Linked DNA regions of Mus musculus: region 1 is linked to region 2. A link is a contact called in public HiChIP or PLAC-seq data. All regions are on one chromosome and are shown on one strand. Each heading gives the region's core, a stretch centred on a gene start, on an enhancer-like site or on the middle of the called end of the contact. The rest is flanking DNA. Distances are from core to core; before and after follow the strand shown.

Region 1 (5,728 bases), core at 1,464-3,963, 52 kb after region 2:
CTCCCACTGATGCCACATAAGGCCATCCTCTGCTACATATGTATCTGGAGCCATGGTTCCCTCCATGTTCACTCTTTGGTTGGTGGTTTAGCCCCTGGGAGCTCTGGATGGTCCAGATAGTTGATATTGTTCTTCCTATAGGGTTGCAATTCCCTTCAGCTCCTTCAGTCCTTCCCCTAGCTCTTCCATTGGGGTCCCCGGGCTCAGTCACATGGTTAGCTGTGAGTATCTGTATCTGTATTGGTCAGGTGCTGGTAGAAACTCTCAGGTAATAGCCATACCAGGCTCCTCTCAGCAAGCATTCTTGATATCAGTAATAGTGGTGGAGTTTGGTGTCTGCAGATGGGATGGATCCCTAGGTGGGGCAGTCTCCGGATGGCCTTTCCTTCAACCCCTGTTCCATTTTTTGTCCCTGTCTTTCCTTTGGAAAGAAATATTTCTGGGTTAACAATTTTGAGATGGGTGGGTGGCCCCATCCCTCAACTGGGGGCCGTGCCTATCTACTGGAGTTGGTCTCCACAGGTTCTATCTTCCCTTTGTTTCTTATTTTGGCTAAAGTCATCCCTCTAGGGTCCTGGGAGTCTCTCATTTCTCTGGCAGCTGGGACTTTCTAGTGGCTACCCACAGTTCCCCACCCCCCACTGCTACATATTTCTATTTGATTTCCTGACCCTCTGTACTTCTCCCCTGCCCCTTCAAATACCTGGCCCTGCCCTACTTTTCCTCTCCCCTCCCAGGTCCCTCTCTCTACCTTCTGTGATTATTTTGTTCCCCCTTCTATATAGGATTGAAGTAACCACACTTTGGTCTTCCTTCTTCTTAAGCTCCATATGGTTTGTGGGTTGTATCGTGGGTATTCTGAGCATTTGAGCTAACATGGTATGTACTCACTGATAAGTGGATATTAGACAGAATCTTACTGTATAATTCAGGCTGGCCTTTATCGTTGTGGAGCCCGTGGTGGGTTTAAATTCTAAATTCGTCTGCCTCAGCCTCTCAAGTGCTTGTATTATTGGCATGCACCCCCACTCCTAGCAGCTCTTTCAAAGTTAAAGTATGATTGGAATATAGCTCAACAGATTCACTCTCAGCATCTCTTAAGTGAAGGATAAATCTACATTTACACAGAAGCCTCTAAACAACTTTCATTGGCAATAGCCTAAAACTATGAAGTACTTAAATCTTCAGTGAGTGAATGGTTTAACTACATATATATTAATACTGCTGAATATTATGCAGCAACATAAGATCAAACTACATATACGTATCTAGCAACCTGGACAGATCTCAGTGACTGTGACTAAACAAAACCAACCTTCGGCCAGCACATATAGTAGGGTTCCACAAATGACACGTTATACAGGTGAAAAACAGATTAGTTAAGGAGTACAGTAAGGAGATTTCTATGGGCAGAGATCATGTCCTGCTTGATTGGTGGCCACAGTAGCTACACACTCAGTGGCAGTAGAACAGCTATGCCACTGCCAGGCTCCCAACTTCGCTGCTCTATTTCCCCTTCTTCAGAGAGGAAACTGAAGGAGTGGCTTATGCTCCGTCAGCACGAGGCTGAAGAATTGTCTGGTTCTGTCCTTCCTGTTTTACTTTGTCCTAATGAAAAGAAACCAAAACCAAGAGAGTATAGATGAATGGAAAGGGTGATATTTGCACAGGGAAGCTGTCTCTAGGGCTTTCCCTCTTCTGGCATCCACCAGTCTGGGGTCCAAGCAGGTCCAGGGCTGCAGTCTTGGAATTCCTCATCATTTTGATATCTCTGGATTCAAAGTAGGGAGGTGTGATCTCAGTTCCTGCTTCTGGTCCCATTTTGTACCTGCCATATACTGGTTTTGAGTTCCTGTTTTATTTCCCAGTGATTCTGTTCAGCCATTTTCTCTCATAGAAGTTACAGCATAGCCCTGTCACTTATTATTCAGCCTCTTTGTGGCCTTGGTTTTCTTACTTGTGAATAGCACCTGTTTCATAGAGGATATGGTGATATGATAGGAGACACTATTCACGGTTACTCAGGTCTCAACTGTTGCTTGTCTCTCAAAGGGCATATGGCTCTTCTGTTATCACTATGACCTGCAGTGCTTAGCGCCGTGCCTGCTCACAGTTCTTTGAGGTGCTTGCTTTGGGTAGGATGGCTTGTTGGACTAGAGAATGGAACCACAGAAGAACCCTGCACCCTGTGTTGCCTCATGCTTCTCTGTTGCTATTATCATCATGACAAACACAATTACAAGACAGTAGTAGTTTAAGCTAAATATAGCAGGAATACCATGAAGAATCCGTGACTCTCCTGTTACAGGATTAGCTGGGATTAAATTGAAGAATTACAGTTAAACTCTAGTCTGGTTTACACTGCTCCATTCATTGAAGCCTTTACTATGCTGTTACTTTTATCAAGAACAAAGATAATAAATGGCTACATAGAGCTTCCCTTCAGGGGCTCACAGGTCCTTTCTGAAGCTTATCAAGCTTTTCAAAAATTTCTGTGTATACCCAAATGGAGACTCACTCAGACACAAATTGTCACTAACACGTGAAATGGTTTTGGGAGCTTCTAGAAGTCATAATAGATCCAGACTGCTGTGCTGCAGAGCTCTTAACATGAAAAGTCAGGAGTGACCCTGGCAGCTGGGTGACGCATGTGGGAACAGTGGGAGTGACCCTGGCTGGGAAACAGGAGGCCTGGATATTGTTTCTCTTCTCTGTATCCTGCTCGGCATCACAGGACTCTGAACTCTCAAGCTTGTACAATGGCCTTCCCAGGACGGGCACGCCCGTGCACTATCCCAGAGAATGAAGAAATCCCCCAAACAGCCCTTAACAGCGTCCTTGAAGCTAATGGGAATGAAGACGAGAGGGCTGTGTCAAACCTGCAGCGCAGGCACAGTGACGTAAAGGTCTACAAGGAATTCTGTGATTTTTATGCGAAATTGTGAGTCTCTTCCCTCCTAAAATACAGGCTTTCAAGTCTCCAGATCTTCAGTTCTGCATTTCCTAGCCATTTAAGCCAGCTAGTGTGTTTTAATTTAGCAGGGCTTTTCCAGGGTGTACGGAGGGCTGGGGGTGGTTCTCAGATTGCCTTGTCTTATAAACTTCCACCAGAGGACATACTAGATGTCAAGGAAAATGCCACCTTCCTGGGAAGAATAGACAGCGCTCATCTTTCTAATAATGGTACATTTTCACTGTGTTATCCATAAGAGAAGTTGGCACTTGTGTTGTCAGGATCTATAGCAGGAAAAATATACTCTGAGAGTTCCCAAATATGAAACTAAAAATTTAATCGATAAACACTTTGTTGGGGATTTATCCCATAATCAATATTTGAGGTGGTTAATAAACTCTCAAGATATTTGATAACAGAATTTTATATATTGTATTTTAAGAGTAGGAAATTTGTTTCACATGTGGAGATAAATGAGATGTAAAAATTGGAAGGTTTGATTGTGGTTTCCTATGTTAGCCGAGTTATGGAGGTGGGTGTGTAACATCAGTCCTGGTTGGCTTTTGTAGACATGTATTCTCTCCGCTCCCATGTTTTCTTTGTCATCAACACTTTTAGTGAAAAAACATTTTCTGGAAAATTAAGCAATTAGGTATAACCAATCTAATGACTTATCTCTTTAAAAATAGCTTCTTCATACATTGTTAAATACTGTCAAGTATAAAAAAAATGTGAACAATACAGGAGAGTCAGGCAAGAGAGAAGCTGAGTATGTAATCCCAACACTTGGGAGGTGTGGAGGGTCAGGAATTTGAGATCAGCCTTGGCTACATGAGACCCAGTCTCAAAGAAAGAAAAAAGAGCACCAACTGCCAGCCAACAAGGTGAGAGGGAGGGGAAGCCTGAGCTCAGTTGGGAGGCACGCGGTCGCTGTTTTCTGTCCCTGCTTTGGTCACTAAGGGGAGTTCATATATATGAATATGTGTGTAAAACATTCATCTACCTACGCACTTGGCCAAGTCTACTTGAGTTTTCAAACATAATTAAGTCTGGAATGTAGCTGTAGTGAATATAAACAGGTCAGTGCTAATAGCATTTTTATCAGCACCATTTTAAAAAAGATTGAAATCCAATACTTCTTGTATGAGAAATATGTATTTATTCGATTAAAAGTGACATATTACATGCTAGTAATACAGAGGAAAAAGTAAACTTTTGCACATTTTTCTTGATGCAGCTCCCTCCTTCCAATCTGCTTCTGCTCTTGGCACAGAGATATGGCTGAGAGGGTACTTCAGAACTTCCAGAGATTCAGTCACCCCAGACCTTGAGAATCATTGAGTTAAGTGGGAGTAAAGCAAGACATTCCAGAATGTTCTTCAGCTTTTCGGGGAGGTCCATTAAGTTTGCTGAGGAGTGATATCATTGGAGAGAATTTAGAATTATAATGGTGCTGTGTCTTTTAGTAGCACCTTCTGCTTTCCAGAGGGGATTATATTTTTTTATTATTTCATCCTCAAAACAGCTTCTGATAATTCCTGAGCGGATGTGGGCTAGCGTCTTTCTCCACTCAGCCACTCTTTCTGTAAGAAAAGAGGGTGCACAGATCCCTTCAGAGTTTTATTAAAGACGTTGCTGTTCGTCTAGATCCTCTCTCCTCACAATAATTCTGAAAAGACAAAGTGGAAGTCTCTATACACAGTGCTTAGGCCAGGTTCGTCAGAAGTAAGGCTGCCTCTTTTCACGTTTTAAAAGTGTTATTTTGGGGCGGGGGCGGAGGGGAGAGTGTCATACACTATGAAGGTCAAAGATAACTTGCTGGAGTCAGTTTTTCTTCTATGTGAATTCCAGGGATCAAACCCACATCTTCAGGCTTGGCAGCAAGCACTGTCACCAGCTTTGCTTTCTCTCGGGCCCAATCTTTTCCCTTCTCTTCAGTGACACTCCTATCTTAATTGAGCTTATGAATTAAAACAGACTTTTGATTGATCTGGAATGGTGAATGTGGGGATTCAGCATAGTGTTACTGTGGCAAGGTTACAACACAGAATTGTCTTGAAACACTTGAGGAAGAAGACAGATGTAGAGCTGTCCTCCATTGGGGTGGACAAAGAATAAGTCTTGCTATGGAAATGCTAACCTTGGAAAGAGCTAAGAGCAAGGCCGCTGGTTAAAGTGTTTGTGAAGTGAGAGGCTCTCCACGCCATCTGTCCCTTGGCAGTGGTGCCGGCAGACTGATGAGATATTTGAAAGGTCAGAAGCTATGCCAGGAGCAGACTGCTTTTGTAGAGGTAGAACTCCACCATAGAATCAGCCTCTGGAAACAAAAAAACAAGCCAAAACAAACAAACAAAAGGCTTGGTCAGTGACTGTTCAGCATATGGAACCTTCTCCATTTCTAGAGCTTTCAGAAACAAAATAGCTATTCATGTGAAATCCTCACCTAAGTCTGCTTCAGCTGCTGCCTGGCTCCTGAAGCGCCAGTGGCTAGAGAAAACAATTATTCGTGATCACATCCTGTGTTTTGAGGTAGAGTGGGATTGCTTGTGAGGGAACTGTCAGAGTCACTCAATGCTAGTTAATGCCTGCTTTTATTTTCCTGGCCTGTAAAACATGATTGTGTCCCTACCATGAACTGCCAAGAGTTTGCCGAAAGGCTGTGATCTGTGATGGAGATGATTCCTTGTAAGCAGAGAGCCTGGATTCTACCCCTGTGTCATTCATTCATGAGTAGCTAGTGCCATGATGTTGAGTTAACTGTTCACCTCTGAACCT
Region 2 (5,693 bases), core at 1,785-4,284:
AGCAATCTCTGGACTATAGGCAAACCTAAGATCACTCAGCCTCCAGTTAGAGAATCTTGAACACTGGCAAATATTTGGATATCTTTCATTAGATTTTTCTCCTGTGCCATGTTATTTAATCTCCACAGCTTTTGTAGAAAAAGCAAGCTATTTTTCTCTTCCTTTTTTTTTCGAAGAACCATTTGAAACCAGAAGACCCTTATCTCCTTACAAATTAGCCAGTGGCTGGTAAGGTGAAAAGGAGACCTGGATCCTAACACTTCAAATCTCATGTGTTTCTGTGGCATTAAACTGCCTCTGAGAAAACTGTTTAGTAATGAGGAGCAAAGTATTTAAGCTGGTTATTCTGGTGGGGCATAGTGGTTCACATCTTTAATCCCAGCACTTGTGAGGCAGAGGCAGACTCTCTGAGTTAGAGGCCAGCCTGGCTTAGAGTTCCAGGATAGCCAGAGCTACATATTGAGACCCTGTTTTGAAAATAAAATAAAAACCTTGTTATTCTGAAATGAAGCAAACTGCCAGATGTTTTACCAAGTTCTACCAATTAAGCTACTGGGGTGCAAAAGGTTGGAGAGGGTAGGGGGCTGGTGGCACTCTTGCTTAGTACCTTTCAAGGGTAGCCTTTCTCTGTGTGTCTGCGCTATTTGTAGAGACTTTCCTGCCACTAGAGATAAAGCACAGTGTTTTGCCTCTGTTGTTATCTGTTCTTCAGGTATTCTGTACCCTCTTTTGTAAGTCAGAGTCGCATTAGCCTATGGCTTGCTGACTGGACAGTGAACCCCAGGACTCTGCCTCCTGCAAGTATGTGCCACCATATTGGTTCTTTTTTATGTGGGTTTGGGGTGTCAGACTTAGGTTCTCATGTTTATACAATCAACACTTTACTGACTGAACCATTTTCCCATGTCTTCATTATTTTTCTTTTGCTGTGAAGAGATACCATAATAAAGGAAACTTCTTTAAAAAGCATTTAATTGGGGGCTTGTTTACAGTTTCAGAGGGTGAGTCCATTAAGAAGAATGGCAGTAGGCAGGCAGGCAGGCTGCTGGAGCATTAGCTAAGAGCTTATATCTGATCCACAAGCCGTAGGCAGAGAGAGAGAGACTAGGCCTGACATGGACTTTTGAAACCTCCAAGCCTACCCCCAATACTATACCTTCTCTAACAAGGCCACACCTACTAGTCCTTCCTAAACAGTTCACCACCTAGGAGCCAAAGAGTCTACCATATGAGCCTATGAGGGCCATTCACCTTCAAACCACCACATGAGAACTACAGAAGTTTGTTTTGATTTGTTGCTTAGTCTGAATTTATTTTAATTGTCCAAAATAGGCAATTACTTATATTCCATAAAGAATTTTAAAAATAATCTTTTTGAATTGTCTCATAATCAGTTTTAATAACTTCCCCAAATTATTGCTTTTATTTTATATTACAGCATTAGTTTTGAATTATGTTAGGAATTTTCATAAATATGAAACGAGCTTAATAAGGATTAACTTTTTAAAATGAGGCAGTGGTTACACACGCCTTTAATCCTAGCACTGGAGAGGCAGAGGCAGGCAGATCTCTGTGAGTTTAAGGACAGTATTGTCTATAGAGTGAGTTCCAAGGCAGCCAGAGCTACACCGAAAAACCCTGTCTCAGGGAAAAACACACACACACACACACACACACACACACACACACACACACACACACAATTAACTTTTATTTAACATTCTTTACGTTCAAAAATTTGTTTCTTCATGTTTTAAAACATGCCTTTACCTTCTATCTTCAGCTGACACTTGTATAAGATTAGGTAGACATATCCCTTGATTGTTATGGAATATGGGGTCTTTTTAATTGAAAATCATTTTTTTGTACACTATATTCTGATCACAGTTTACGCTCCCACAACTGTTCCCAGACCTTCCCCACCTCTTCACTTGCCCAACTCCACACCTTTCCCTCTCTTTAGAGGATAAATGAAAATAAATAAAGGAAAAACCACAAGAAACACATATAAAAATATATAAACAAAACCTAACCCCCCCACAAAATCAGAAACGACAACCTTCAACTAAAAGATCAGTAAACCAATTTTTCACTTATTAAATGTACTTCAAAGTCTTTTCATCAGTGCATATAAGTTACAATGTAAAAAAAGGCACAAAGTTTAAGTACACAGGTTGGTGATTATTTTTATGAATTGTGAACACATAGAGCAATGACTTTGCATATTATTGATGTTAAAATACAGCCAGTGTCATATGCTTAGAGCCTCTTGCTTCCAAGTTTGTTTTATTATTTCTATGTATGTGTATATATGGTGTAGGGAGTGTCGAGTATATGTAGGGAATACTTTATCCCTTGAGACAAGGCCTTTCTTGGGGCCTGTGGTTTGCTCATTTGTCTAGACTGACTAACCAGCAAGTCCTGGGGATCCACCTGTACCTCCCCACTGCTGGGATTATAAGCGTAGGCTGTCATGCTGACCTTTTTCTGTGGATGTCAGGGATCAGACTCAGGTCCACTGCTTGTACAGCTGGGTGTTCCTAAGTCATCTCCCCAGCTCCCTATTTACTTAGAAGTCTGAGACAGCCTGGCCTGGAACCTGCTAGTTATACCAGGCTGGCTTTGAACTTGATCCTTGCTGCTTCTAAATGCTGGAATTATGTGTATGGTGGTACATACCACTATATTTACTTTTAAAACTTTGTTAAACTACTGTGAATACTAATTTGAGTGATGTGAGTTTCTAATTTTGTTTGTTCCTTTGAGATGTATTCGTGGAGAACCAGTCTCTGCTAGGCATGAGTAAAGATATTGATATTACGTGTAACATTTACTACTTATAGTAACTTGTACTTGGGGCTAGGTTACTGAGGAATAAGGCAGATCCCTCTGGGAAACTACACAGGAAATAACATCTAGACTGAGCCCTCAGTGTGAGTAGAAATTATCCAAACAGGCCATTTAGGGAGGAAGAGCTGAAGGCAGGAGGCCAAGAGGAACAAGAAAGCAGGATGTGGAGATCAGCACAGCTGCTTTGGTGCTGCCCTGGAGCCTGAGAATCTGGGAGGGGGAGCCGTGGGGGTGCTGAAGCAGGGCAGAGGACAGTGTTACTGCTACTTAAGTTTCCTTGTGACAGATAACAGGACTCTATTGCAAACAACACTAAGGAAGAATTTTGTGGAAAATAGTGGGATGGTTCCCAGAATTGAAGAAAGAGCTGAATTCCAAAACTTTGAAGAAAGCAAACAACCAAGGCAACTCCTGGTCTTTCTGAAGTTCTTGTGGAATTTTTCTACAGGGCCTTAGTTAATTTGGTCTGGCTGCAGAGTCTTGTTTGCCACTTAGATATCCAGGGTTTGAGAAATAGTCTGAGTAAGTTAAATTAGATTCACTGACCAAAATGAGCAGTCATGTAACCAGAAGACGGCATCAGACTCTGTATCTGTGTTGACTAAGTTGCTGTTTGTTGTGTGATCAAGACAGCAAGATTTGTTACCTGACACATTTGAGGCCCAGCCTAGAAGTCAGTGTGTGGAGGCTTAGAAAGCCATAAGTAGGTGGGGTGATGGAGCTTCAGAAGCCAGGAAGCCTGTTTCATTAATCCAAACAAGAGATGATATGCCAACAGTAATGCCTTCTGTAGGGAGGGAAGAAAGCACATCGATTCTGAGACTCTTAAAAGGAATAATAGACTTCACTTTGGAGGTTAGTTAGAAACATTAAGGCACTGAACAGAGTCCCATGTTTCTGGCTTGGGCTAGAACTATTAAGTAAACAGTGCTGTCTTCCACAAAGAGCTCCTTTTTAATTTTTTTTTCCTTTTGGTTTTTCGAGACAGGGTTTCTCTGTGTAGCCCTGGCTGTCCTGGAACTCACTTTGTAGACCAGGCTGGCCTCGAACTCAGAAATCCGCCTGCCTCTGCCTCCCAAGTGCTGGGATTAAAGGTGTGCGCCACCATGTCCGGCTTAAGAGCTACTTTTTAAAAGAGTACTTTCGTTCAGTTTCAAAGTATTGAGTTAGAATACATTTAAGTTAAGAACATTTGGGTTAGAGTTGTTCTGCTATGAAGTATTGCTGGAAGTCAGAGAGCCCTCAGAGCCATTACCAATGGGCTCTTGTCAGGTCCCAAAGAAATTCAGGATAAAAGGCTAACTAAAGTGCCTATTAGCATAACGAAGTGTGCACTGGCCTCCGAGCTCACTTTGTACCTGTGGCTCCTCTCTGCTCTTCCGCACTCCCTCCCCCTACCCTAAACCTCTCTAGCTCAGGGGCTTTATTCCTCCAGTTTCAGATTCTTTAAAAACCTGCCATTTCAGCCGTGTGCTTTCTTGGGTCTCTTTTGGTCCCATCTCTTCTTCCTCTCGTGCTCTTCCCCGATCTCTCCCCTCTCATGGCCCAGTCTATTCTGCTGGTCATGTTCAATCTGCCACTTTCTGTCTTTGCTCTGGATTCTTCAAGTCAATCTAGGATTTAGCTCTGGAAGTACAAGAGGGAGGGGGTACTTAGGGCCAGGGCAAGCAGCAGAGATCCACCACACAGCAGAACTCATGCAAGAGATTTATTGGGGTGGAAAGTAAAAGACCATCTGGTGGAGGGGTTGAGGGTGGATGCAGATAGACAGAGAGAAAGAGACAGTGAGAGAACATGAGAGAGAAAAACTCAAGAAGAGTCAGAGCAAGTCTCTGCCCTTAAAGGAACTCCATGGGAAAACAAAGAACTTCTAAGTGTGGAAATTTTCCACCCATGATTGCAGGAAAGCCCCTGAAACTTCAGTGCTCCTTCAGAAAGAGAATTCTTCTCCGTAAGGCAACGGCCTCCTCACCTGTTTCCTGAGCTTATCTCCTCCATCAGTTATGTCTTCTGCTTTAGAACAAAACAAATTAGGAAGTAGGACCTTCAACACAGACTGGGGATGTCCTTGATTAAAAAGCTAAATTGTAGTTTGAATGTTTTGGCTATGACTAGTAATGAGAAGCTGTTATCTTGTTAAATGAGTTAATTCGGATCCTAACTAAGGGGTTCCTTTAGATATTTTGGTCAGTGCTTTTGCCATTAGGTAGCTTAATAGTCTTAAAAGTCCTCTGGTCTCAGTAGTGGTATTAGACATATGTTCGGGTCACAAAGAAAGAGACCACCACTCCAACTGAAGTGTCATACACTTTACAAGGCAAACTTTACTCTTGATCAAGAGAGTGTGTTGGGAACACCAAGATAGTAAGCAAAGGTTTCATTGGGTGGGAAGGATTTAAATAGTTTCCTAAAATTCTTACAAAGTAGGAGAGATAAAAATATTTTAGTTCTTTGTCTTAAACACAAGTTTTATAGTATTTGATAAAAAAAAAATTCACATTTGCTATTTATTACAGTGGTACCAGAACTGTTTCTTTAAGGAGAAGGCAGAAACTTTTGGGAGCAGTATTTGGACACCATAACCATTAAGTAGGCTAAGGCCAGAGGCACTGAATGTCATGCCTAGGGCTTTTGGAATGGTTAAAAATAAAAAGACAGGAAAGAAAAGGGAAGGGGAATAAAAGGAAGCCATATAATTACCTGAGCAAATTATCTGAGCGTAGACCCTAACAGTAATCATAAAGTACTCTTTTACAGTGTCAGGAAAACTTGCTTCTTCCAAAATACCATGGAATTATAGATCGACTGAATGAGCTCTGTTTGAAACTTTAAGTCTTTACGTT

What was found. HiChIP or PLAC-seq counts read pairs in DNA pulled down with a chosen protein or histone mark.
Region 1: an H3K27ac HiChIP or PLAC-seq map of heart atrium shows a contact between it and region 2, with 12 read pairs. The contact joins the promoter of Lims1 here to the enhancer-like site in region 2. A contact is called at or near these places in 11 of 39 promoter capture datasets (the 3T3-L1 cell line, the C10 cell line, cranial neural crest and 7 more), 1 of 15 datasets of contacts at CTCF or cohesin (the NIH/3T3 cell line), 25 of 484 Hi-C or Micro-C datasets (B cells, CD4 T cells, CD8 T cells and 16 more), 12 of 115 datasets of contacts at active chromatin or transcription factors (CD8 T cells, the HPC-7 cell line, bone marrow-derived macrophages and 6 more) and 3 of 9 other capture datasets (adipose tissue, liver and pancreatic islet).

Annotation. Positions count from the first base shown.
Region 1 is chr10:58,391,660-58,397,387 of GRCm38.p6, forward strand. Lims1 (LIM and senescent cell antigen-like domains 1) reads left to right here and starts at 2,714. Exons shown (of 11, transcript NM_001193303.1): 1 at 2,714-2,941. The coding sequence starts at 2,760.
Region 2 is chr10:58,338,902-58,344,594 of GRCm38.p6, forward strand. It overlaps a transcript of Lims1 not described here. Among named protein-coding and RNA genes, the nearest start is that of Gm23058, 7.9 kb to the right of the region's middle. Within about 2 kb of position 3,035, at least 107 of the 459 cell types and tissues checked have an H3K27ac peak or open chromatin away from gene starts, as enhancers often do. A contact at or near this core is called in the HPC-7 cell line, adipose tissue, bone marrow-derived macrophages and 5 more, where this site is marked.